Regions from separate parts of the Mus musculus genome. Here all the other regions are linked to region 3. The links are chromatin contacts, called in public Hi-C and promoter capture Hi-C maps. All regions are on one chromosome and are shown on one strand. The core of a region is the stretch at or near the end of the contact, and the rest is flanking DNA. Distances in the headings are between cores, read along the strand shown. Region 1 holds the start of Fam111a (family with sequence similarity 111, member A). Region 2 holds the start of Plaat5 (phospholipase A and acyltransferase 5). Region 3 holds the start of Fth1 (ferritin heavy polypeptide 1). Region 4 holds the start of Rtn3 (reticulon 3). Region 5 holds the start of Zfp91 (zinc finger protein 91). Region 6 holds the start of Dtx4 (deltex 4, E3 ubiquitin ligase).

What was found. Promoter capture Hi-C pulls out the DNA fragments that hold promoters and counts their contacts. A called contact is a pair of places that touch in the nucleus more often than the background predicts. Capture Hi-C pulls out chosen DNA fragments and counts their contacts.
Region 1: a contact with region 3 is called in a Hi-C map of regulatory T cells, with 15 times the contacts expected there. A contact is called at or near these places in 1 of 484 Hi-C or Micro-C datasets (regulatory T cells), 1 of 130 datasets of targeted methods (bone marrow-derived dendritic cells) and 1 of 9 other capture datasets (adipose tissue).
Region 2: a contact with region 3 is called in a promoter capture Hi-C map of cranial neural crest. A contact is called at or near these places in 3 of 39 promoter capture datasets (cranial neural crest, embryonic stem cells and hippocampal neurons).
Region 4: a promoter capture Hi-C map of liver shows a contact between it and region 3, with 2.8 times the contacts expected there. A contact is called at or near these places in 3 of 39 promoter capture datasets (hippocampal neurons, liver and pre-B cells), 1 of 130 datasets of targeted methods (bone marrow-derived dendritic cells) and 1 of 9 other capture datasets (liver).
Region 5: a promoter capture Hi-C map of hippocampal neurons shows a contact between it and region 3, with 5 times the contacts expected there. A contact is called at or near these places in 5 of 39 promoter capture datasets (hippocampal neurons, liver, neutrophils and 1 more), 1 of 484 Hi-C or Micro-C datasets (CD8 T cells), 1 of 130 datasets of targeted methods (astrocytes) and 1 of 9 other capture datasets (adipose tissue).
Region 6: a promoter capture Hi-C map of hippocampal neurons shows a contact between it and region 3, with 3 times the contacts expected there. A contact is called at or near these places in 2 of 39 promoter capture datasets (hippocampal neurons and liver), 1 of 130 datasets of targeted methods (bone marrow-derived dendritic cells) and 1 of 9 other capture datasets (liver).

The regions. Positions count from the first base shown.
Region 1 is chr19:12,571,307-12,575,424 of GRCm38.p6, reverse strand. Fam111a (family with sequence similarity 111, member A) reads right to left here and starts at 1,900. Exons shown (of 4, transcript NM_026640.2): 1 at 1,845-1,900.
Region 2 is chr19:7,610,137-7,614,200 of GRCm38.p6, reverse strand. It overlaps Plaat5 (phospholipase A and acyltransferase 5), which reads right to left and starts at 1,664. Exons shown (of 6, transcript NM_025731.3): 1 at 1,371-1,664; 2 at 778-871. The coding sequence starts at 1,518.
Region 3 is chr19:9,979,953-9,983,965 of GRCm38.p6, reverse strand. Fth1 (ferritin heavy polypeptide 1) reads right to left here and starts at 1,320. Exons shown (of 4, transcript NM_010239.2): 1 at 983-1,320. The coding sequence starts at 1,096.
Region 4 is chr19:7,481,418-7,485,522 of GRCm38.p6, reverse strand. It overlaps Rtn3 (reticulon 3), which reads left to right and starts at 2,232. Exons shown (of 9, transcript NM_001003934.2): 1 at 2,232-2,584. The coding sequence starts at 2,440.
Region 5 is chr19:12,794,329-12,798,529 of GRCm38.p6, reverse strand. Zfp91 (zinc finger protein 91) reads left to right here and starts at 2,407. Exons shown (of 11, transcript NM_053009.3): 1 at 2,407-3,546. The coding sequence starts at 3,197. It overlaps Gm44505 (predicted readthrough transcript (NMD candidate), 44505), which reads left to right and starts at 2,407. Exons shown (of 13, transcript NR_024093.1): 1 at 2,407-3,546. It also overlaps a transcript of Lpxn not described here.
Region 6 is chr19:12,499,468-12,503,264 of GRCm38.p6, reverse strand. Dtx4 (deltex 4, E3 ubiquitin ligase) reads left to right here and starts at 1,269. Exons shown (of 9, transcript NM_172442.3): 1 at 1,269-2,258. The coding sequence starts at 2,048.

The DNA of each region.
Region 1 (4,118 bases), core at 651-3,150, 2.6 Mb before region 3:
ACCGCCCGGCTACTGGCTACTTTCTGCCTCTTCCTCACCCTAAAAGGAGGGGCAGAGTCATCCTCATCTGCTGTGAAAATTGAACGGCCATCTGTGAACGATTACTCAGAGAATATTCCTGCTAGTGCTGGGATTGAGGCCAATATTTACCCACAGGGACACGCCTTGGACTTAAGAAAATGATAGTGCATGAGTACTTGAGGAACTGGTCTGGACTAGCTGATCTTGGTGGGCAGAAATTTCTGTTCAACCAGAAAAACAATGTGAGGTTCCCTGTCTGTTGATGGTTCATATTGTAAAATATAAAAGCTAACAGAAAGAAATATGAATTTGGCAGTTCACAGGCACATGCTTAAACAATTCTGAATCATTCCATATCTACCCCCACACAAACGATTTTCGGTATTCATGCTGGGTCATATTTTATTAGAATGTGGAGGAGGATCAGGTTAAAATGTCCACAGCCAGCCTGAGTTAAATGAGACTTTGTCTCAAAAAAAAATGGTGGAAATATCCTCTAATACAGAATTATTTGCTATATGATAGGTATTTGGAAGTTCATTGTATGATCCCCTCCTTCGTTTGTTTGTTTGTTTGTTTGTTTGTTTGTTTGTTTTTCGAGACAGGGTTTCTCTGTATAGCTCTGGGGATCCTGAAACTCACTTTGTAGACCAGGCTGGCCTCAAACTCAAAAATCTGCCTGCCTCTGCCTCCCCAGTGCTGGGATGAAAGGTGTGCGCCACCATGCCCGGCATATGATCCCCTCCTGCCTCCACTCCTCCTTGCTTTTTCAGTTAGAATGATGTGAATACAAATTCCTCCGAGTATACCACATTATAATTTGAGAAGACAAAGTACTTACATGTACTATCTTTCTTTAGTAGAGCAATAAACCAATATGGCCTGTACCAAGTCCCATCCTCGGTCTCCCTAACAGTTTCCTGGAATTGCTTTCTCCATCTTCTTCCCCTTTCTCTTGCCCCCTTTTTCTTTCCCCTGGCCTTTCTCACTCTCCCTATTTCTGAATAACGCCCTGCCCCACCAAGCCCCTTTAAGCCTCTTTCTGGCTTCTGAGCCACATCCGTCCCTCCCTATTGCCTAATAACTTCCTCTCCAGCCCCTTGTCTCCCTCCCCCACCTTCACTTCCCCCTCTCTTAAAGGCGCTTATTTTCTGGCTAGCCATGTGCACATTCTTGCCTACTTACTTTTCTCTCAGAAAGGCTTTCCAGAGGCAAAGACCAGAGCTGATCTAAGCCTGCCTCTTCCTACACTACCACATCATCAATACCAGCACGCTGAGGCTAGAATGCTGAAAACAACCCTGGGCTCCCTGGGTCCTTCAGATGGGTTAGCCCTTCTGCCTCTGTCCCAAGGGCTTTCCAGCGCTAGAAGTTCCCCCATGCCACCAGTGTGCCTGAGATTTCACCCACTCTTCATTTCAGAGTAGCACAGTTTGTTTATGGACCTGCCACCTTCCCTGGCTCACAGCTAGGACCAGCTACACTTGAACCCAACATCTAGCATTAAGTCTGCTTTTGGGAGGAAACCGTCACAGTGCCCTTAAAGAACACTAAAGATGACTGGTATTTTCTAGTCCTCAGCAGAACATACTGGGTTATGTTGATGGAAACAGCAGACAAATCAGGTTAATGTAGTAACCACCTATTCGAATATGGATAGCTTCCACTCCACCTGCTAGGCAAGCCTGAGAAAGAAATCAGTATTTGTCACTTGTGTATTTTTATTCCAAGATGAAATAGACTTGCTAAATATATTGGTGAATATTTGCTGCACACCACATTCTGACATGAAGAAATTAATCTTAAAGTGGCTTTTTACTTACTGGATCTTTCCACTCTATGGCAGCTTCGCTCCAGCCGCTGGAATCCCGGGTCTTTTAGAAAAAACAGAACCAGACTGTCATTTGACGTCTTTGTTCAGAGGGTGGAGAGACTGCGGATTGGTCCTTTCTCTGAACAGCAACCAGCTGTGCTTCAGTCCATTGGCTGCATTCAGAGCGCGGGACTGGACCAGAGCAAGCGCAGTGTGCATCCGCCCTGGTCTCTAAGGGCCGCCTAGTCAAGGAAGCCCGCCAATCGAGTGGGTGTGGTCCTCTACTCTCCAGGGATCTCCTTTTAGAGCCTAGTCAAATGAGGTATGCTAACTGGACTCAGTGGGAAGCTGAGGAGCCAGGACTAGATCTGGGTTCCCTCCTGGTTTCAGGCAGGTCCAGGGATTTTCTTCCAAATAGCAAGAGAGACCAGGGCAGCAGGTTAGTGACATGCTTTCTGGCTGCAGGCAGGAAGAGAATGAGCTAGGAGGAGGAAGGCTGGAGGACTCAGGGCCTTTCTAGGGGGTAACATCCCCACAGCAGACCAGCTTCAGTACTTGAACAAATCAGAAAGAAGCTGCAAATCCTTGTCAAAGACTCATTTTTCAAAAATGTATTAAATTTATTATTTGTGTGTAATATGTGTATGTGTGTGTATGCCACATGTCACAACTTTCAGGAATTCAGGCTCTTTCCTACCATGTGAGTCTAGTGGATCAAACTCAGTCAGACTTGGCAGCAGATGCTGAGTCATCTCGATGACCTAATAAATTGATTTTTTTCCAGATGTGCATCATTGGGAGTAAATATTTTCTACTCATAAAGAGAGTGTCCACTCCAGAAATATGAGCTGTGATTAAAAAGGAGGAAGAGGAGGGAGGGAGCCAGGCAGGGAGTGGGAAGAGATTACTGGGAGACACAACTGTTATGGGGCAAGAAGGAGGATGCTTAGGGCATGGCTAAAGAACTAGGGCAGTGGAAAGTCCCAGGAATCTATAAGGGTGACCCCAGCAATGGGGGATACAGAGCCTGAACCAGTAATCTTCTATAACTGGACAAGATTTCCAATGAACAGTTTGGGACACTAACCCAGCCACAAAGCATTCTACCTACAAATTGTCCTGCCTACAAGATAGTCTGGGGAAAAGTGGTGCAGAAATTGTGGAGGTGGCCAGGGATGACTGGTCCATCTTGAGACCCATATCATGTGAGGAAGCCAACCCCTGACACTACTAAAGATATTCATTCATACTTGCAGACAGACGCCTAACATAATCATTAGCAGAAAGGCTTTACCCAGCAATGAATGGAAACACAGATGCAGAAACCCACAGCCAAACATTAGGAAGAGCTTGGGCAATCCTGCAGAAGAAAGGGAGGAAGATGGTAGGAGTCAGAGGGGTCAAGCATACCACAAGAAAACCCACAGAATCAACTAACCTGTTTCCATAGCAGCTCACAGAGACTGAGCAGATTACAACTATTGCTACCACCTTGGAGAACCCAAACATCTCTGAAAACCTAAAACATATATCTAGCTATATGCTCTTTTCCACATCTACCACACCCCAGAGTTTGTAGTTCACATAGATTCTAGAATGGTTTTTAACAATGTAAGTCAGTTTACATCATTACTCAGTCCCACAGTCTCCCTCTAGACTAGATTTTACACATTTGTGACAAAACTCAAGACTTCCTGTGGCCTACCAGATGATTTTCACATGCATGTGCTAGCACAGCTGTGGCGTGGTTCTTTCTAGGGTATATTTTATGTTCAGAAGAAGTGAGATGATTTTAAAAACATTGTCTGCTAAGAAGGGAATTTGTACAATATTCACTCCTGGATAGTTTCTTCATGATATTATGTAACTCATACAGAGAGTCAAATGGGAGCCATCTGAAGACTGTTTACGTTTTAAACACACCCACCTTCCTTATTTCAATAGCAATTAGACTGCCTATACCAGATTGCTTCTTGGGTCCATTTGCTTGGAAAATCTTTTTCTAGCCCTTTACTATGAAGTAATGTCTGTCTTTGATGTCAGAGTATATTTACTTATTATATGCAGCAGAATGATGGATCTTGTTTTCACGTCCATTTTGCTAGCTTGTGTCTTTTTATTGGGAAATTGAGTCCATTGATATTGAGAGATATTAATGACCAAATGATTTGTAATTCCTGTTATTTTTAAATTGATCGTGGTAGTGTGAGATATTCAGAGCCTAATACTCTTAGGCTCTGTCATGGCAAATGATTGTGTCCTCTGAAACTAAAATGTTTTTTAT
Region 2 (4,064 bases), core at 415-2,914, 2.4 Mb after region 3:
GCCATAACTTTGCACAAAGAGCACCACGTCCTGCCACAATGTTGCTTCTCAGGGGACACCCCTGCCCAGCAATCATTCATCTTGGATTGGCATACCCTGCTGGTCCCTAAACACCCCTGTTATAATTAAACCTGTGGCCAAAGATGATTTATTCACAGCAACTTTAATTCTCCTCGATTCAACTCTAAATGTGTCTTCCTCTTCTCTATTCCTTGGAATGGGCTGCTGGTTTCCACAAGGTGTGTGCATTTTGCACTGGACTATGAACTTATTCTCAAATAAATTCTATTATTCATTCTCCCTTCCCCCTCTGGTCAGAGCTTTCTGATTATTTTCTAATTTGCACATTATTCTTTTCAAATCTCTATCAGTGAGTGATACACACTGATCTTAAAAGGAGAGAAGACGGTACATAATAGAGTATAATAAAATGCAAAACGCCTCAAACCTCCTCTCCTTGCCCCAACCTAATGCCCAGGCACAAACCTCCTAAATTTTTCACTGGTTTGTACTCCTACAAACTCACTCAACTTTGATGAGTCTGGAGAGTGGTCTTGTGGGTAAAAACTTCCACAAGATACGCCAACAGTCATCAGGTCTGCAGCCTAGTTCAATCTTACCCAGCAGGCGCTACTCACTAGTTTGTCCTTGGCAGAAACCATCTGGAGGAGGCAGGTTAGGGGGTGGGTATGGTGTTCTGCAGAACTAGCATCTAAATAAGATCTTCAAAAATGCTTCTGGTACCCAAAGCCCCAGTCCTCATAGTAAGACTCTTACCCCTGCTGAAAGCTTCGGGCCTGTTCTAATCGGCGGTCTTGCTTGAGTTGCTTCGGCAAGAACTGGACCAACAGCGCTTGAGAACTCGCTGAGTCTAGTTCAGGAGGGAAGGGGTGTGATTTAATACACAGCTGCCTTCTATGGGGGAAGGAGGGAGCCCCATGAAAGACCAACTCGAGTCAAAAGTGGGCTGCATGTTCTGATTTAGAATGGTGTCTAAAGCCAGGTGTGGTGGTGAATGCCTCTAATCCCACCACTCTGAAGGCAGAGAGGCAGACGCATTTCTGTGAGTTCCAGGCCAACCTGATCTACATAGTAAGAGTTTGCGGCCAGCCAGGGCTACATAGCAAAACCCTGTCTCAAAAAAAAATTATATCTGTGTGTGTGTGTGTGTGTGTGTGTGTGTGTGTGTGTGTGTGTATAAAATAAGAATTAGAACTGTGTCGGTTCCTGCTTTGCCCTCCATAAAATTTGTATGGGGGCTGTCTAGACGCAAGCAACTGCCAAACCATTTCTGGCAGGGGCCAACCGCTGGGAATTACCCTCAAAGATCTCGAGGGAGAGACCCTACTCCTGGGACTCCTGGGGCAGACCTGAGTGGGGTACAGTTGACTGTCCAGTTGCAGATTGGGTGTCACTTGACTCTGTACTTGAGGTCTTCGAGATCTGCGTGGGGCGTGGCCATGGGACCCTGGAAAGGCGGATCCCGAACTCCCCGCTGGCTGCTGGGCTCAGGCCCATCCCGCTGGGGCCAGCAGGGACAACGCGCCTGCAGGGAGGTGCGGACCAGGGTCCGCCTAGCCCCGGGATCATGGGCACTGGGGCCAGCGGGGCTGGAACGGAGGTGAGAGAGGTGGGGCGTCGCCTCCAGGGAGCGCGTGTCAAACGGCGGCGAGAGCGCGTGGGGCGGGACGCGCGGAATGAGGGCGCGCGCGGGAGCGGGTGGGGTGTGGGCCGCTGCAACTGTGCAGTAAGCGTATGCGTAGACACTGGCGCGGAGGAAGGCGCCCCAGCAACTCAACGGAAAGGCAGGCGCTCCACGCAGGAGTTAGGTCATTCATGAGTCACGCAAAGACGCGGTCCCAAAGTCCCAGAGGCAGCACCTGAGGCCGCTGGAGAAGTCGAGAGTTACTGACTAACCAAACACACCGAGGGCTTTGAGACCGGATTATAAAGGCTGGGAATTTCAATTTCTCTACACAGTGACATCCAGGCAAGCCTCCGCTAGCATGAGACACAAAAGCGAAACACGGGAGCTGGAGTGATGGCTAGGGTTCAGAGCATCTGTTGCTCTTGCAGAGAACTCAGACTAGGCTTCCAGCGCTCACCTGGCGACTCACAAAGGTCTATAAACCCAGTTCCAGAGAATCTGACGCCCTCTTCTGGCCTCCACTAGCTCTAGGCGTGCACATGGTATACAGACATATGTGGACAACACATATGCACATTAAATAAATCTTTTTGAAATGAAAGCCAAATAAATATACAATGTTTACACAAAGATGGGAACACACCCAGTACACAAGCCCCACCTACGTCCCCTGCTTTCCATCCATCTTCTCCCTCCTCCCTGAGTCTAATGTGTCCTTTGTCTCCACAGTCTAATGTGTCCTTTGTCTTTTCCTTAGTTTTTTACTATGGGACCTCGCTCTGCTGGGCAGGCAGGCCTTGAACTCCTGAGCTCAAGGGATCCCCATTTTCAGTCTCAGGACTGCGTACATACAGTGACTCTATCCACGCAAACTTGCACTCTACAAAGTCATGTACTTTCCATTTATGTGTTTGATGTGCTTTGGTCAACTTCACTATTCAAGTCTCCTTCCCTCAAAATCATCTCACCTCAATTTCTCTCCACATCCTTCACAGCCCCCCTCAGACATTCCTGGCCTTACAATTATTATTCCCAAAGTCCACGCATGACAGCATGCATGCTACTTGTCTTTCTGAGTCTGGCATAGTTTGATAAACATGATCCCCCTTTCCTTCCATGTTCCTACAAACAATGAAAAGTCCTTCTTTGCGGTTGAATAAAATACTTTCTCTAGCCATTGATATCCTCTTACCTTTTAACTATTTTTCCAAACCCCCTTTTGCAAACCTAATACCTTGGGGTTTTTTCATGATTGAAGCTTCATTTTTTTTTTAAAGATTTATTTATTTATTATATGTAAGTGCACTGTAGCTGTCTTCAGACACTCCAGAAGAGGGAGTCAGATCTCTTTACGGGTGGTTTTGAGCCACCATGTGGTTGCTGGGATTTGAACTCAGGACCTTTGGAAGAGCAGTCAGTGTTCTTAACCGCTGAGCCATCTCACCAGCCCTGAAGCTTCATTTTTAAAATGATGGCTGGCTTGAATATCTGTGTCCTTTCAAAATTCAGAGTGAAATTCTAACCCTAAGTAGGTTAAGTAGGTGAAAGACTTTGAGAACTTAGACCCCAAGGGCAAACTCCTCATGAATGGGACCTGTATCTTTATTTTAAAAAAACAAAAAGACCCCTACTGAGCTGGAAGCCTCCTTCACCACGTAGGTTATCTAGGCATTGCCATCTATGACCCTGAACACAGCTCTCATCAGATGCTGAATCTACTGGCACTGGTCCTGAGCATCCTAGCCTGGAGAACTTTGAGGCATTTTTGTTATCTACACGAGTCTTTGTTATAGATGCTACAATGGCTTGAATGAATGCTCAATGGGCTCAGATATTTGAACACTTATCCCTGGTTCATGGTTCTGCTTGGGGAGTGTGATGGCTGATCTTGGTTGCCAACTTGACTGCATCTGAAATCAGCTAAAACCCAGGCAGCTGACTCACCTGTGAGGGATTTATTTTTATTTGAGGTTCCACCCTAACTCTGGAACGGACTTTCTGATAACACACACACACACACACACACACACACACACACACTACAAAACATAGAAGAAGGAAGCTTCTGCTTTTTGCCTACTTGTCCTTACTCTCAGTGGCAGCAAGTTCATCTATCCTGCTGCTGCAGCATTCCTTCGGTAGTATTAGAACCTGAGTCTTCAAGATTCCAACAGAGACTAAAGACCAGCAGCTCTTCCGGGCTCCTTCTAGACTCCAAGCACCAGATCAAGACTGCAAAAATATCTACTCTGGAGGATTAACTGACTACTGGAGTCTTGGTCTTTCCATCATGAGACAGCCATCATAGGACTACTCATGGTATTTATTCATTCATTCAATCAGTTCTGTTCCTTTAAAGAACCCTGACTAATATAGGGAGGCTTAGGGTGTGTGGCCTTGCTGATTGTGGTGGGCT
Region 3 (4,013 bases), core at 71-2,570:
GGGTGCTAGAGTATCCTGCATTGGGAGGCCATTTTTCTCCTCCTTCACCAATCATGTAAAAAGTAGCTAACACAAGGTCACAAGGCTTCCAGCTCTACAAACAACCACTGATTTATAAAATTAATGCATCATGCCCTGTTAACAATTGAGGGCATTGCATTTTAGCACAAATATATTAGGAGAAGCTTTGATTTTCAGTTTTAAGCACTCAGTGTATTCATATTCCAGGAATGACAGCCACAGAAGTTGGACCTGTTTCAAAGTCCAGGCCTTCCCCAAACCTGTTTTTCAGAAACTATTACATGGAAAACTTCCTTGTCCAGCAATTGATAGCAGGCTTTTCCCAACAAGTATGTACCTACCACTTGTTAGTAAGCCACACTCATGCAAAATAAGAAAAATACAGTAACATGATGCCTTGTAAATGCAAGGTCGGGGTGACACTGATAACTACAGAAGGGGAGATTCCTAGCGATAAGTTTCAATGCAAGTGAGGCTCTGTGATAAGCAGAGAGGTGGAGGCGGCTGCTTTGAAGGGGACAAGAGTAAGCTCACAAGAGATAAGCCTCTTTACACCAGGCCCCAAGGCTGCCACTCGACACCATGACCAAGCAGACCCGCCATACTCCAGGAGGAACTGGAGCAGGATGCATAACCAAACAGAGAAGCTTGTAGGCCACGTGATCGGAGGGGACGAGCGTGCAGAAAATGCACCTAACTGCAGGGTTGATTGGCCAGGCTGACAGTCGTACTGCCCTAAGGCTTCAAAAAAAAGTGGTGTAATGACATGCCTGATCTATGCAGGAGCCACAAGGTGCTATGTGCTCAGACTTGCCACGGCAGGGCTGCCTGCCTTAGGAAAGAACCCCGAACAAACTCCATTTTCCAGAAGGGCGCTGGAAGGCGGGGAAGCCCGCAGCAGGCCACGCCCCGACCCACCCTCCGCCGGCTCCCCAAGTGGCCCTGAGGAGGCCGCACTCACCATAGACAGATAGACGTAGGAGGCATACAACTCCAGGTTGATCTGGCGGTTGATGGCAGCCTCCGCGTCCTGGTGGTAGTTCTGGCGCACTTGCGAGGGAGACGCGGTGGTCATGGTGGCGGCGGGGCGAGGCGCGGTGGCGACGCTGGAGCGGCGGAACGACGAAGTTGCAAAGGGCTCAGGCTCGAAGCGGCCGGCGGGGGTCGGAGGGGTCGAGCACCGGGTTCCGTTCAAGCACTGTTGAAGCAGGAAACCGCGGCGACTCTGGGCGAGAACGTCTGGCGCAGGAGGGGACAGCGGGCCGCACTTATAGCGGGATCCTGCGTCAGGCGAGCGCTGGCCAATCAGCGCAGCGGGCCGCGCCGCCCCGCCTCTTCCTGTGGGCGTGTTGCCCAAACCCGCAGGGCGCGGGCGGGGAGGAGCCTGTGTGAGTGTGAGGCGACGCAAGGGGCTCTGAGCTTCTGCAAGAGCGGTGCCTGGCAACAAGCGCGCTGTTTCTGTGGCCCGGGGCGGGCGTAGTTGGATCTAGCCGTACTGCAGAGGCATCTGGGTCCCAGATGGGCACAGAGGGTACCGATGAGGATGATTTTCAATTCTCACAGGATATCCCTAAACTCTAGGCAAAGTGCGTGTTGTTAGTCGTGACATACACCAGACAGCGACTTCGTCTTACAAATAGGAAAATGGAAGCGTGGCGCTGTAAATGGCGAACGACATATAAGTTGGACTGGGAAAGAGCGGCTTTCCCTCCTTCAGAATCTGTGGAGAGAAGCTCAGAGGAGGAGTAGGGGAACTATTGGCGAGGAGGTTAGGGTCTACCCTGTTCTTCTGACTCAAGCAACCCCGGCTTTTTGCTAAGGCAAACATGGCTCTGAGAACAGTTGAAAAAACAAAGGCTAAGAAGGCGCATTTCTCCTTAGAGCAGGACAACAGCCGTCTGTCTATAGGGCAATCCTGGGGCCAAACCATTTAGGTTTCTGAGAAAGCCCCTGGTGATGCTTGAAATTAAGAGACGTCTCTGGATTAGAAAAGTAAAGAAGTGACCTACGTGTGTCTGTTTCAAAATGGTCTCCTTTATCTTTCTCAGTAACCTTTGGGTTTGTCCTTGGAGTGAAGTTGATGCTTGCAGAATGGCAGGTGACAGGTGCAGGAAACTGCAGAGGGACAAGCCAACTGTGTCTATCTTGTAGCTGTGGCCCAGCTTCAAAATGGGTGCGAATTCTTGGATAGCAAGCAGAACTAGAGATTAGCCACTGCGTCTTGCTAGGCCCTGCCATCCACATCCACTTGTGCTCAGCCTTGTCTAGTCTTTAACACAGGTGGAGAACCAGCAGATGCTGTTCATATTCTCAAAACTGGAAGTTGGACTTCGATTTTGTTGTTATTGTTTTGAAGCAAGATTGACAAAGTTACTGGATCAGTAACCCAGACTGGCCAGGGACTCTCTGTGTAAGCCAGGCTGGTTCGTCAGAGAGCTGGGATTATAACCCTCTTCCCCCCTTTTAAGGTACGTCTACTGAAATACATTACTAGTACTTAGTCTTTTAAAACTACACGTTATATATGTTCTTTTCAGGAAAGATTTCAGTGGTAATCTAGCTGCAGGATGCTTCTGGATAAATATCCTGGAGTCAGACTTCAGGACGATGGCCCTAGGAGACTGATGCTGAGCTAAAGTTGATGAACAAATTCCCTTTGGAAAGTGGAGGAGGGAGGTGGGGAAAGGAGTTCTAAGTAGAGGGAATAGCAAATGGGCAGGCATGGGAATGCTTCCCTTGTTCAAGGAACCTTAAGGAAAGTGTGTTTGTTGGCCCGAAAAACGAAGTGCATGTTGGGGAGAGCTGGAAAGAACATAGTCAGACTGGCGAGCCATAAAAAGTCATTAAACTTTACCCTGTAGGTAATATGGATATATCATATCCATTTGATTTTAGGAACATTACTGTAAATCAATACAAAACTGGTAGGAGTCCAGCCTAGTCATTGTCACATGTAGAATGCATGCAATTTTTTTCTAAGGGTAACCACCATCAGAAAAATATGATGGAAGACCAGCAAGAGGGTGATGGTAGTGAGCAAATATTTTCACTTACCTTAGCAGCAGAGACTCAAGTAGCAAGTAATAAGATCACCAATACCACGAAACAAAGCCAAGCAAGTATTGGGGAAAGGAGGTGCTATCTTCCTGAAGGGTCGGTCATCTTCCATACTACAAATGTCAGCTCTAACCCTGTAACTCAACAGAGTCAGAGATGTGAAAATACAGTGTCTCTTTGGCAGGTCGTGATTCTGAGGTTCATATGGAGCCAGTGGACTAGCTTGTAAACCCTGAAGAAAACAAAGGTCGGGAGGGAAGGTTGGCTGGAGATAGCTATCATATCATCAAATGTGGGATGCATATGCACAGATACATATATATTACAATAAAGTATGACTTTGGTACTGACAGGAAGATGAGAGAAAAATCAAAATACTCCCACCCACATATGTGTGGGAACTCGATATAAACTAAAGGCATGCATTTCAAATTAGGGAAGGAAGAATGGGTTTAGCCGATAATATCCACACAATTGTCATGTGGCTAAAATGAATAACTCCGTATTTAAAAATACCTCCCAGGTGAATTAAAAATACAACTCTTAAAGTTGAAATCTATACAGTTTTAAGAAGACTATAAAGATTATCCAAATTTGGAATAGGGAATATTCTTTTGAGTTTCAAAAGTTGGCAGGTTTGGCCACTTAAAAATTAAGGTGGCACATGCCTTTAAACCCAGCACTTGGGAGTCAGAGGCAGGCAAATTTCTGAGTTTGAGGCCAGCCTGATCTACAAAGTGAGTTCTAGGACAGCCAGGGCTATACAGAGAACCCCTGTCTCAACAAAACAAAACAAAACAAAAAAAACAAAAAAACCAAACAAAAAAAAAAAAAAAGAAAAGAAAAGGGTTTATATGGAAGATATTTTTAAACAAGGTTAACATAGAAACAATGTGTTGGGCTGCTGGTATGTGTTGCCCATAGCAAGGATGAAG
Region 4 (4,105 bases), core at 983-3,482, 2.5 Mb after region 3:
TAAAATCTCTTTTTAAAAACGTTTTAAAGTCTCTCAACTGTGGGTTCCTGTAACATCAAAAATAAGCACTTTCATACTCCAAGAGGGAAGAGCTAGGGCACATGATCCAGTCTGTCATAAGACCCCACTACACTGGTACAACTTTGTTAGGGTTCCTGTTGCTGCATCAAAACAGTGACAAAAACAAAACAAAACAAAACAAAAAACAAAAAACAAACATGGGAAGGAAAAGGTTTATTCTACTTACTTCTGAAGGAAGTCAGAACTGGAACTCAAACAGGGCAGGAACTTGGAGGCAGGAGCTGATGCAGAGGCCGTGGAGAGTGCTGTTTACTGGCTTGCTCTCTAGCTTGTTCAGCCTGCTTTGTTATAGAGCCCAGAATCTTCAGCCCAGGGATGCTCCTACCCACAATGGGCTGGGCCCTTTCCCATTGATCACTGATTAAGAAAAATATCCTTTAGGCTTGCTCACCACCTGATCTTATGGAGTCATTTTCTTTTTCTTTTCTTTTTTTTTTAAAGATTTATTTATTTTATTTATATGAGTACACTGTAACGGTCTTCAAACACACACCAGAAGAGTACATCAGATCCCAGTACAGATGGTTGTGAGCCACCATGTGGTTGCTGGGATTTGAACTCAGGACCTCTGGAAGAGCAGTCAGTGCTCTTAACCACTGAGCCATCTCACCAGCCCTGGAGTCATTTTTTTTTTTTTTTTTCCAGAGACAGGGTTTCTCTGTTGTAGCCCTGGCTGTCCTGGAACTCACTCTGTAGACCAGGATGGTCTTGAACTCAGAAATCCACCTGCCTCTACCTCCCAAGTGCTGGGATTAAAGGTGTGTGCCACCACTGCCTGGCTGGAGTCATTTTCTTAATCAAGGTTCCCTCTTTTCAGATTTCAAGGTAACATAGAACTATCCAGCATGCCTGACTTTAACATAGACTTTAAGAAAAAAATACTTAAGCATTCACCAAAATAAGTAATTGGATTCCTGATTACTGGCATACAGTTCCCTTTGCCATCGTTCTCTGGCACTCAACAGCATCGGGGGACAGTTTGCTGCACTATCAATTGATGCCTGCCGTTGAGTGACAGAGTAAGATATTTTCCAGAGTCATTTTGGGAAATATCCTGGATCGTTTTCAGAACACTGCAACAACCAAGATGCTATCTGAGCTTTATTTGACCTTAAAAAACTGTCTAGGACAGATGCGGTCCACAGCTTGTTCCCCATCTGCAGCAGCCTGCTTGCCTAGCGCTCCCTCTGTGAGTTAGCATCTTTACAGAATTTGCTGAATCTGCAATTGCACTTTGGGTCATAGATTGCTACTTAGCAACATCAAATCCCACAGCTTTATCATCATTATGTACTTAAAATTTAAAAAGAACAAAATTTGACATAAATTGATGTCCAGTTTCAAATGTCATTTTTTGGGGGACTCATCTTAGGACATGAATAAAATTCAGTATTATGAGTATCTGTGCCTCATTTTTAATACCTCATTTCATGTCCACTCCATTCCCCCAGTCCCAACCAAGACGTTTTCTCCTGGTTTTCCTTTCCTCGGCAGCTTCTTTTTTATTTTCCAAAGTATGTTTTTTGTAGCTCAGAACATAGCTCAGAGAAAAGACAACCTGAAGCCTCTTTGGGAAGAAAAACAAGATAAAAATATGAAGCCGATTCTGTGCCTGCATTGCAATGTGATTGGAATGAGTAATAGTTTCTCATTCTGTTTAGCATCTTTCTCCACCTATCAAACATGGGACTGTACCATGCCTGCCTCGGTGGGGCGATATTACGACACGACCAGATAATTCAAAAAGAACATTACAGAGGGGGGGTCTTTAAATATTGTACTCTTTGGAGTCACAGGCTGGTACGTATCAGGCAAAGACATCAATTAGGATTTATAATAAAAAATTTGTAGCTTATGAAGGCATAAAGAAACATAATCTGCCAGCTAGAAAACATTCACATAAACAAGTGGAAGGTGGGGAGACTGGGCACGGTTAATCTGTAGCAGGGGCTGCAGTGGCGGGCCGGTTCTAGAGTTTAGCCACGCCCCTTACGTCAGGCTTTCCCCCATTCCCCCACCCCCTACCCCTCACCCCCGAGAGGCCTGCCCCACCCGCGGGCCCAGTCACTGCGTCCTTTCCTGCGGGAGCGCAGAGGGACAGTTCTTGCGCCTGCGCATTGCGTCGCTGCGCGCCTCCGAGGCCGCCGCCCGCGCGTCCAGGCTCTTTGTGCGCATGCGCGCTCGCACTCCTTCTCTCCCTGCGGAGCTCGGCTGAGTCAGTCAGTCTGTCGGAGTCAGTCTTCCGAACAGGCGTCGCCGGGAACTTCGGAGAGCCAGCTGCTGGATTATTCTGTGTCCCCTCCCACTCTCCCGCCCTACGTCTCTCTTCACCCTTCTCCCGCCCTTGCTCGTACAGCCATGGCGGAGTCGTCAGCGGCCACTCAGTCCCCGTCAGTCTCCTCGTCGTCCTCCGGGGCCGAGCCGTCAGCTCTCGGCGGCGGCGGCGGGAGCCCTGGAGCCTGCCCCGCCCTGGGGGCGAAGAGCTGCGGCTCCTCGTGTGCGGGTGAGGCGCGCGTGGGGCTTGGTCCCTGGGGAGCGCGAGCTACTGGGTCTCCGGGAAGGGGCGAGCGACCTGTCTGGGCCGTGGGCGGCTTTAGTCTCTTGGCGGGCATTTGAGGAACAGGCTAAGGGGGAGGGGAGCGAAGGACCGAGGTGAGGAAATAACGGGGTGTGAAGAAAACAGGTTGGGGGCGGGGTGGTGAACTAGAGTGGGCGTTGACGCTGACCCCCTGCAAGGGAGGGCACCGCAGTGGGGTGAAAACGGAGAAAGGCTATGTGCACCCAATGGATCGAGTGCTGGAGGCCCGAGAGCCCTAGGGTGGGTCGGGGGGTGGGGGTGACTTAGAGCAGGATTAGCGAGCCTCAGGGGATTGTGACAGGTGGGACGTAGGAGAAATGAAGTCGCTAGGATTTTGAGAGGGGTAGTGGTGGAAAAGGTGGCGTTGCAGGTTTGCAGACCGGTTGACACAATCTTAAATGGATGATATAGCCTTCCAAAAAAAAATTTTTTTTTTTTTTTGTTCGCCAGAAGGATCAGGAAGTTCTGTTACTGTTTTTGGCTAAACTGAATGCCAGATTTTTTTTTTTTTTTTTTTTTTTTTCTGAGACTCTGAGGTAGATGAGGCGTGATGAGAATAGCATGGGAAGATTTGGGAGGGAGCTGCTGATAGTCCAAGATGGATCCTTGGCTGCATCTGCAACACAGCCGGCTCTTCACCGGTGGTGCATCGTGGGGGTGGGGACACGCAGTCAGTTGCTATATTCTAGAAGATAATAAATACAGTCTTGCCAAGCCATCACCATGTTTTGATTTCTTGTTTTCGATGGCCTATTCTCAATAGCAGCATAACAAAAGGGAACGATTGCTGCAGGGGAAAGAATTCAGACAAAGCCTGGGCTGCTTGAACCCCCTTCTCTCTTGTGTGTGAAAAGACTAGGAGGGACGCTGGCGGCCTCCTTTAGTTTCTTTTGTATACAAGTCTGCCTGCTGGTGGGAGCTGACTGGCAAGCTCGACTCAGATCAGAGAGATCTGCAGTGCAGATGCCTTCTTGAGGAAAAATATGCACCACTGGCAGGTGGTGGTTCTTAAGAGAACTGAGTCTTTGGCGAAAAATTCGGTTTGTCAAAGGAAGGATTTTAAGAGGTTTAGAAAATGCTTTGTTGACTCCAGCGCAGTCTTGAATTATGACACAATATTCCTGATCTTAGCATTAAATATATTCTCTCATGTTTCCTAATACTGGCCTTCCACCTGTCTGAGAGCTTTGGTGCCCTGCAGAATTCTCCATGGGAATGGCCATTTGGATAAATGGTATGGGAGGAAGTTTTCTGGAGATAAAGGGAATGAGGCAGCATATTTTGAACCCTGGTTCTGTTTAAACCACCAGCATTTCTCTTTCAAATTTTTGCATTTTGGGCTATTTTCCAGATAAACGGTGGCTTTTCTATAACTTAGTGACTTGCCTTTAATCACTGCTTACTGTTTGGTTGGCCTAGTCCTAATTTCCAAATTTCTGATAAAAG
Region 5 (4,201 bases), core at 1,158-3,657, 2.8 Mb before region 3:
TTAGCACTTCCTCACTTTTGATTTGCTGAATACTTTTTCTTTTCTAGTAGCTCAGGGTTTTTTTTTTGTTTTGTTTTGTTTTGTTTTTTGGTTTGTTTTTTTTTTGGGGGGGGGTTTTATATGTTTGTTTGTTGTTTTAATTGTGCTAACAGAAAAAGGCAGGTTGTGCAAGATTGAAGTTTTGATGCTACATTGGCCAAGGTGGCTATAAAAATTGAAAGTTAATTCTTTTTTTAATTTAAACACCTACTGTATTCAAGGGCTTATCTTGAACACACATAGAAATTTTAGGCTTATACTTAAAGAGTTTTCCAAGTTTAAGTTTCCCATTGCCCACTGCAGGCTATTTTCTGTCTCCTTCCTTTTCTTTCCTTCTCTTCCTCCTCCTTTTCCTATAAAACTAGAAGACCATGGAAGTACAGGTCCTTTCTTAAAATTTCTGATTAAATAGCATCAACTTCATTTCACTATTTGTACTTACTTAGTACAGCTGACCTCACTTCCCATACAAACTGTGATTTTTTAAAACAGACGTTTTAATAATTGTGTGTGTGTGTGTGCTCATGTAGGCATTCATAAGTTGTAAGAGTAAGAAAGCGCTCTCCTTGTACCACTGGGGTCCCACAGATGAAATTCATCAGACTTTTCAGCAAAGTGCCTTTATCTGCTAAGCAATCTCACTGGCCCAGATTATAGATTCTTTAAAGTTGAAGAGAAGTGGGTTCACTTTTGAATTCTCTGATCCTGGTTTATCCAGTTATTCAACATTCAAACGTCTACAGAATAAGGAAGAATCAATTGAGAAGATTTAAGATACTGGGTACTAAGCTTCCAGAATCTGAATTACAATTCCTGCTCAGTTCACAATTTCTCCAAAAAGGTGAGAGAGGTAGATTTTTATCTTATTGTGCCTTTGTTCATCTCAAAAGGAAACAAACAAACAACAAACGCATTTAACAGAAAATTGCCTAGAAAAGGCAGTATATAAAGAACTATAAGTATGGCCCTGTGAAGTGGGTTTTGTCCCAGTGTTTACCAAGAGACTAACAGGAATAGGGAGTAATAACTGGCTAGAAGAATAGAATAAAGGGATAGTTTTGTAATGATCATCTTTTAAAAGGAACAAGTCATTCATTTTACTAAAACCTTTTTTAAGAGGCTCGCTTTTTGTATTACTTTAAGCAGCCATTGGATGTCAGTGCTGTTCCAAACGTGCTCATTGCAAACAGCGCTAGAAAATTCATTCCTACTGATACCGTCGGGTTTTAGAACTGAAAAGGACACTAATCCTTTGAAAGCGCAAAACTCGGTAGACTATAAAACATTTGCCTTATCTGTGTGGCAAATGAGCCAGATGCTGGGAGGAAAAGAAGAAAGAAAAATGAACTTCTTTAAAAGTCTAAAATTTAATGGCTAATATAAAATTCTGAATCAGATTTCCAAACTTTGTATCTTTCCATACTGTTGTGTAGATTTTAACTTAAGACGTTTGCATCTTCGAAGTGTAAGGAGTCTCCTTGAAAGTCGTTTCCTGGTTGCAATGTGTAAAAGGCAACCCAAGGAATGCAAACAATGTTTAAGAGGGAAAGAAATGCATACAAACGTATAAGAGGCTGCATTACCACCAGTTGCGGTTTGAACGATTGGAAAGCCCCCTTTCCCCATCAGGAAGGTACTTAGCTGTAAACGCTAGTCAGAGCTGCTATTATGACTGTGTTTCCTGTGCCGCAGAAACATCTACAGACCGCAAAGGCATTCAGCCTCGGGGTGGAGAACGTGAGCGACAGCTAACTTATCCACAAAAAAATCAGTGAGTCACGCTAACCGGCTCTCCAGCTCCAGCACCACAGCCAACGGCAATTCCGTGGCGCCCCATCCCTACCAGGAAACAACTTTACACTTCGTCCTACACGTTTTATTAAAATTAAGTTGACAGACGCAGAACGAGTCCCTAACCTCCTGGGCTTCACAAGTGAGAGGCTCAACACAAGATGGAGGAATAAAAAGGAGCGTAGCTAACAGGTCGCAGAGGAGGCGTCAAATGACCAGACCGAAGTAAGTAAAGACTATGACGAGGGCACTTCGGAGCACTTACACAAAAAAAGATTAAAAGAAGTAGGATTCTCTCCCAGGGACCCCTAGCCTGTAATTGGCTCAATATTTTTGCCAGTTGTACGCAGGCGTCGCGACCTAACCCGGAAGCAATGCCTCGCTAAAACGTAATCTCAGACCTCAGATAGACGCTCCCAGCCTTCCCTCTGCCTCTAGTTTCCCATGATTTCTCTGGAAGCGCAGAGTAAATAGGACTACGTCTCCCAGAGTGCCCTCGGCGAAGTTGGCCCTGCGCGTGCGCCTCACGACTATCCCGCGCTGTCCCCTCGGCCCCGCCTCTATCCTATCGCCGCCATTTTTTCAGAGACTTTCATCCGGCAACGGACAGGGCCTTTTTTTTCTTAAAGGAGAAGCTGCAACTCAAATAATTTACCACTTCTCCCCTCGAGAGCTGGCGGCGCTGGGGACAGAAAGGCCAGAGCAGGAAGGTGGGGGTCTGGGTGGAGGCGGGATAACGTCCAGGCTACTTCTTAGGCTAGTAAGAACCCTTGAGGGGACAGCGGCGCCTCCGGGAGGCAGGTGCGCGCGCAGCCGGCAGGGGGGTGCGCGCGCGGCTGAGAACGGTGCGTTTTGTCCTCGCCTCCGCCCTCGCCAGCCCTGCCCCTCCCACCGCCCCTAGCTTGAGCCGAACTCCAAAGTGGGGGGGGAGAAAGGTCACTTTGGGATTGTCGCGAGACGCAGCCGTTTAACGGTGAGAACGGGCGCGCGGGCAAGGAAACCTCGCGCTCTCCCTCGGAGCCGTTTCCTGATTGGTTGGAGGAAGGGGTGGGGGAGGGCACCGAGTGCGCTGCTGCGTGTGAGACCGCGAGGGGCCGGGCCAGGGGGGCCGATCCTCCCCTCCGATTGGCCCGCTGCGTGTCCGTCCGGGTGCGCGCGTGCGCGCCGCCGGCGGTCGCTGGCTTGAGTGGCAGGGGGCGGGTGGGGGGGGGCGCCCTCGGAACGGGCGGAGGGGCGGGGGGGAGAGAGGCGCTCCGGAGTGAGGGAGCCGGACGCTCCGGGAGCCGAGGGGGGCGGGGGGAGCTGCGCCGCGGGCGCCGCCGCCTCCACCGCCTGGGACGCAGGGGTGGGGGACGGACGAGCCCCGATGCCGGGGGAGACGGAGGAGCCGCGATCCCCGGAGCAGCAGGACCAGGAAGGGGGCCCAGCAGCGGCGGCCGACGCGGCTTCGGAGGAGCTCCGGCCCGGCGCGGCGGCGGCGCCGGCGGCGCCTGCAGAGACCGCGAGCAGCCGCGTGCTGAGGGGAGGTCGGGACCGCGGCCGGACCGCTGCGGCCGCCGCCGCCGCCGCTGCCGCTGTGTCCCGCCGGAGAAAGGCCGAGTATCCCCGCCGGCGGAGGAGCAGCCCCAGCAACAGGCCTCCCGACGGCCCAGGGCATCAGCCCGCGGCCGCGAAGCCCCCGTCTCCTGCTCAGGGCAAGAAGAGTCCGCGACTCCAGTGAGTAACAGTCTTTGAAGCGTTGGGGAAGACCCCCCTCTAGTTCTCTCTCCCCTCCCGGCTCCCGTAGCGCCCGCTCCACGTGACACCCTGCTTGCTCTGCCCCCTGCCGGCTCGGCACGCCAGATGTCACGCCGCTGGCGGCCGGGCTCCGGCTGCTTCACTGCCTGTGGCCGCCAGCCCACGCCCGAAGTCGCCCAGTGCAGGCTGCACGCCCTCTGCCTCCCGCCTGCTCGGTCCTCACTCTGGCTTCTGCACCCCCTTTGTCAGCCTATCGCTTCCAGTGTTACATCACATCCCCGTTAGGAAATCAGCCGCACCATACTAGCCCTGAAGAGTGTTTTTACCTGTTCTTAACTTAGCATTCGAGCCACTTAGAAAGTAGCCTTCCTCGCCCTTCTAAATAGTCTGGTCGTCAGAGGAAAACACCGTTGTGCAAATTACAAGTATTTTCTACAACTAAACTAGATGTGTAGTTCTTTTTACTAGTATATAAACTTTTTCTTTATGCGGATATTTTAACGTAGGTACTTATTCTTAAAATTACATTGATCTGAATTACTACTTTGAACTAATTAGAGGCCCTTAACAGATGGCCAGGAGCAAAAATATTTTAAATTGCTCATTAGAGTAATGCTTAAGAATAATTAAGTAC
Region 6 (3,797 bases), core at 20-2,519, 2.5 Mb before region 3:
GCTGCTGTGGCTTAGGCCGCCTCCCCTGCCGGGTGGGCACCTGTCCTCCGGTCCGGAAGGTGGCCAGCTGTCCCCGGCCCACACAGGGTGCTGCCTCAGCGCCTCTGTGCTTCTGCCTGTTCCAGAAGCTGTCAGGTTCTCTGGCGCACCCTCTCACCTGTTCAGACTCACAACTAATTACTATATATTCACTCTCTCTAACAAGTTACCCAGGCGCAAATGTTTTCCTGTGTTGTCATTCATTTCACTTCTACTATACTACCCTGCCGTGTTATCGTGGTAGACACAAGAAGACGGAGTGCAAAAGAGAATGGTCAGAAAGTAAACGTTAGTTCTTTCTACTTCCTGTTTGTCCTGCAAGCAGACAGTTAAATATTTCTTAATACCCACCCACACCTTTCCCCAGTTTAAGTTTCCTCTATCTGGAAATTTCTAGTTTATCTGCTTAGGAGCGGTTTTCTGTTTGTCTCCTCAAATATAAAAGGAGCACATGAAACTATGGAAAAGCCATTCCAAAAAAGATTAACAATCTCATTACCAATATAAGATTGCTCCAAATTCCAGCTTCACTTTGTCAGAACGGATTCATTGTGCAGTTCCACCCACGGAGAAACAAAGTGTGTGTTTTCTGACAAGGTTAATACATAATTCTCTTTAAAATGTCTAACTTAATTCGTTTGGAGACCTGGTCTGGATATGTGGCATGAAATTCTCCATCTTCTTGCTTCTCAAGTGTGGAAGTTGCCCGTGTGATGTACCATGCCAAGCAATAATGTGCAATACAGGCTTCAATCCCCTTAGTCAGAACCCACTTTATATTACTTTCCTCTTTAGCCATTGATGATCAAAATGAGCGAGTCTAGCTTGCGTTTGTTCTGCTGTCTCATGGTTTTATTTACATAGACACTGCAGGATGAATTAGTCTACCTTGTGTCTTCTAACAGAAAAATTGGACAGCAAGAACTTCTTTTCTCTCTATGTAAACGCAGGGAACCCTTGGCACTGGCTCTCGATGGTCACAAGTGTGTGGCCTTTGACCTGCACTTGAGGATTTGGACCAGCAGGGGGCATGGAAGCTCTAGATCGCTGGTGCTAGTGGCCATGGGGCGTGGCTTTTGCATCTTTGATGGACAGCTAGGGAACGGTGCAGACGAGGATGAGGTAATAACGGACAGAACAAGGAGAGCGTGGGGCAATTCCTGTGTGTGTGTGTGTGTGGGTGGGGGGTGTTGCGTGCGTGTGTGGGTGTGGATGTATGTGTGTGTGACAGAGAGAGAGAGAGAGAGAGAGAGAGAGAGAGAGAGAGAGAGAGAGAGAATGCGTATGCATGCACGAGCTGTAGGGAGATGCGAGCCTCTGAGCTCACGCCGCGGACACGGCCGGTGCTGAGCTGAAAACAGACAGACAGACAGTTCCATATTTGAACAGGCTGCAAAGTTGGGTCCTGGCAGTGGCAGCTGGGACCGGGATGGCGCGCGTGCTCTCGAGACTGGGGGACCAGGGAAGCCTCCGCGGGCGCGAGCTCGCCTTGGCGCTCTGCCCGGGAGGGGCGACTCCTCCTGGAGGCCACTGAGCCGAGCCGCAGGGAGGGGGAGCTGTGCCACCGCGGTCGGCTTACTCGAAGCGGAGAGAGGGCGGAGGGCGTGACCGTGCGGCGCGATCCACGCGGGCGCCCGCGGAGCCCGAGGCGCAACTGGTGCGAGGCGGGTGCAGCGTCGCGCTCGGGCCGCGCGCCCCCGGGTGGCTTTGCAAGGCGGGGCGGCGAGTGCGCAGGGCCGGGCCTTTGCATGAAGCCGCTGGACCCCTCGGAGCAGCGGCAGAGGCGGCGGAGCCCGGCGGAGCGCAGTCGGAGACGGGCAGCTCCGGGGTCCGTGTCCCAGTGCCTACGCGGCTGCGGACTCCCCCATGGGCCGCAGCTGAGGCTTCCCGCAGCGGTGGGGCGCAGACCGGGGGGCGCGGTTGAGACCCGGAGGCGGCGGCGCCGGAGGAAGCGCAGAAGGCCGGGCCCGGGAGGTGGGCAGCACCGCGCCGCAACCCCGGGCTCGCCATGCTCCTGGCCTCGGCAGTGGTGGTGTGGGAATGGCTGAACGAACACGGCCGCTGGCGTCCCTACAGCCCAGCCGTGAGTCACCACATCGAGGCGGTGGTGCGCGCTGGTCCCCGCGCCGGGGGCAGCGTGGTGTTGGGCCAGGTGGACAGCCGGCTCGCGCCCTACATCATCGACCTGCAGTCCATGAACCAGTTCCGCCAAGACACGGGTGAGCCATTCACATCTCTTGTCTGTCCCAGGAGCTCCCGCCTCGTGGGTCCGCTGTGATCCACCCAGTGGCCAGCTTTGCTCACTGGTATCAGCTATAGGTGTTGAGGGCAGGTGCTTCTCTTCCCTAGGTCCTCACAGGATTCCAAGACCACCTCCAAGTAAATGTCCTTGCAAGTAGTTTAAAGAGTCTTGATTATACAACCCAGCCTCAGCCTAGCTGCAGGAGAACCCCTTTATGCCCCCATCAGCCCCTAGTAGCCGTTTGTGCAAGAACTCTAGGGTTTTGCAAACCGCCTCCCACCCCCCAAGAAATGCTGACTCTTCAGCAAGACATTACTTGAACCTCTTGGCTCACACCTGCTCACACTTGCTCACACCTCAGTTCACCCTGCTTTGCCTCAGGCACCTTTGGGCCTAACATACACTTGCCCCCACCCCCCACCCCCTTTCAACTTTAATGTCTATATGGCCCTCTTCTAGGGACCCAGCCTTCCCACTGTCAGCTCCTGGGTAAGAGACTTGGGGAGGCAAAGGGATCCCCAGTCTCCAATTACTGTCTATTGTATGAAAGGGCTGGGACAATACTGGGAGAGAGTGGAGCATGGGTTCCAGGACTGGAGCATCCTGGATGTGGTGGCATCCGCAGATGCCTCTGCTTGTACACTCCAAGCACTGAAGCAACAGGCCAGAGCAGATGGAGAGAGGAGGCGGGAGGATTGGGCTCTGGAATGCCTGGCAGGGAAGCTGCTCCCTTTGTCCATAGAGAAGGAGGAGGAGGAGGAGGAGGAGGGACGGAGGGAGGCAGCAAGAGAAGAAGAAAGGCTAAGAAGAAACTGTCCTTAGGTTTTTTGCTTAAAATAGCAAACAGGAGCCACCACTCTGACCTCCCAAGGCACTAAACTCCATAAAAATTAAGTTGCCACTAGGTCTGCCGCAAATCTCGCAGCCGTGTAGCTCTTCCAGATCCTAGCAAGGAAGGGAGCTCTATAGGTTACGTTAGAGTGAGGGTTGGGAGATACTGGAGAGAGAAGAAAAGCAAGGGTGCTGCTCTCTTCTTTGGGTCTAGTTTGTCCCGGCTTAACTGATGACTTGGGACAAGTTTCCGTCTCCATACAGTAATCTCTTCAATTGGGGGGTGGGTGGGGTCATTTCTGGAATTCTGGCTAGCCTGTCCCAAGGGTGTAACTGCAGAGCCTGGAGCAGGTGTGGGGGGGAGGGGGGGGGGGAGAAGAGGAGAAGAGGAGGAGGAGGAGGGCCCTGTGACTCAGGGAACAGCTGCTGGACAGGTCCCCCGTAGCTTCCTAGGAAAGCCTTCACATCCTGTGTGCTAATTGGGATTGTCATGGGAAAGAGGTGCAGTCCCTCACTCTTGTGATCTGTAGTCGTAACTCTGAGCAACCTCTTTGCCAAGAATTGTATGACCATGGCCAATAGAGGAAACCTTTCTGGAGGGGGGAAAAAAGTTCCAGAAGTTTAACATCTGGTTGGCTGGAACTTTGATAGAAAAAGCAGGGAAGAGGAGCTGAGAGACAGAGAA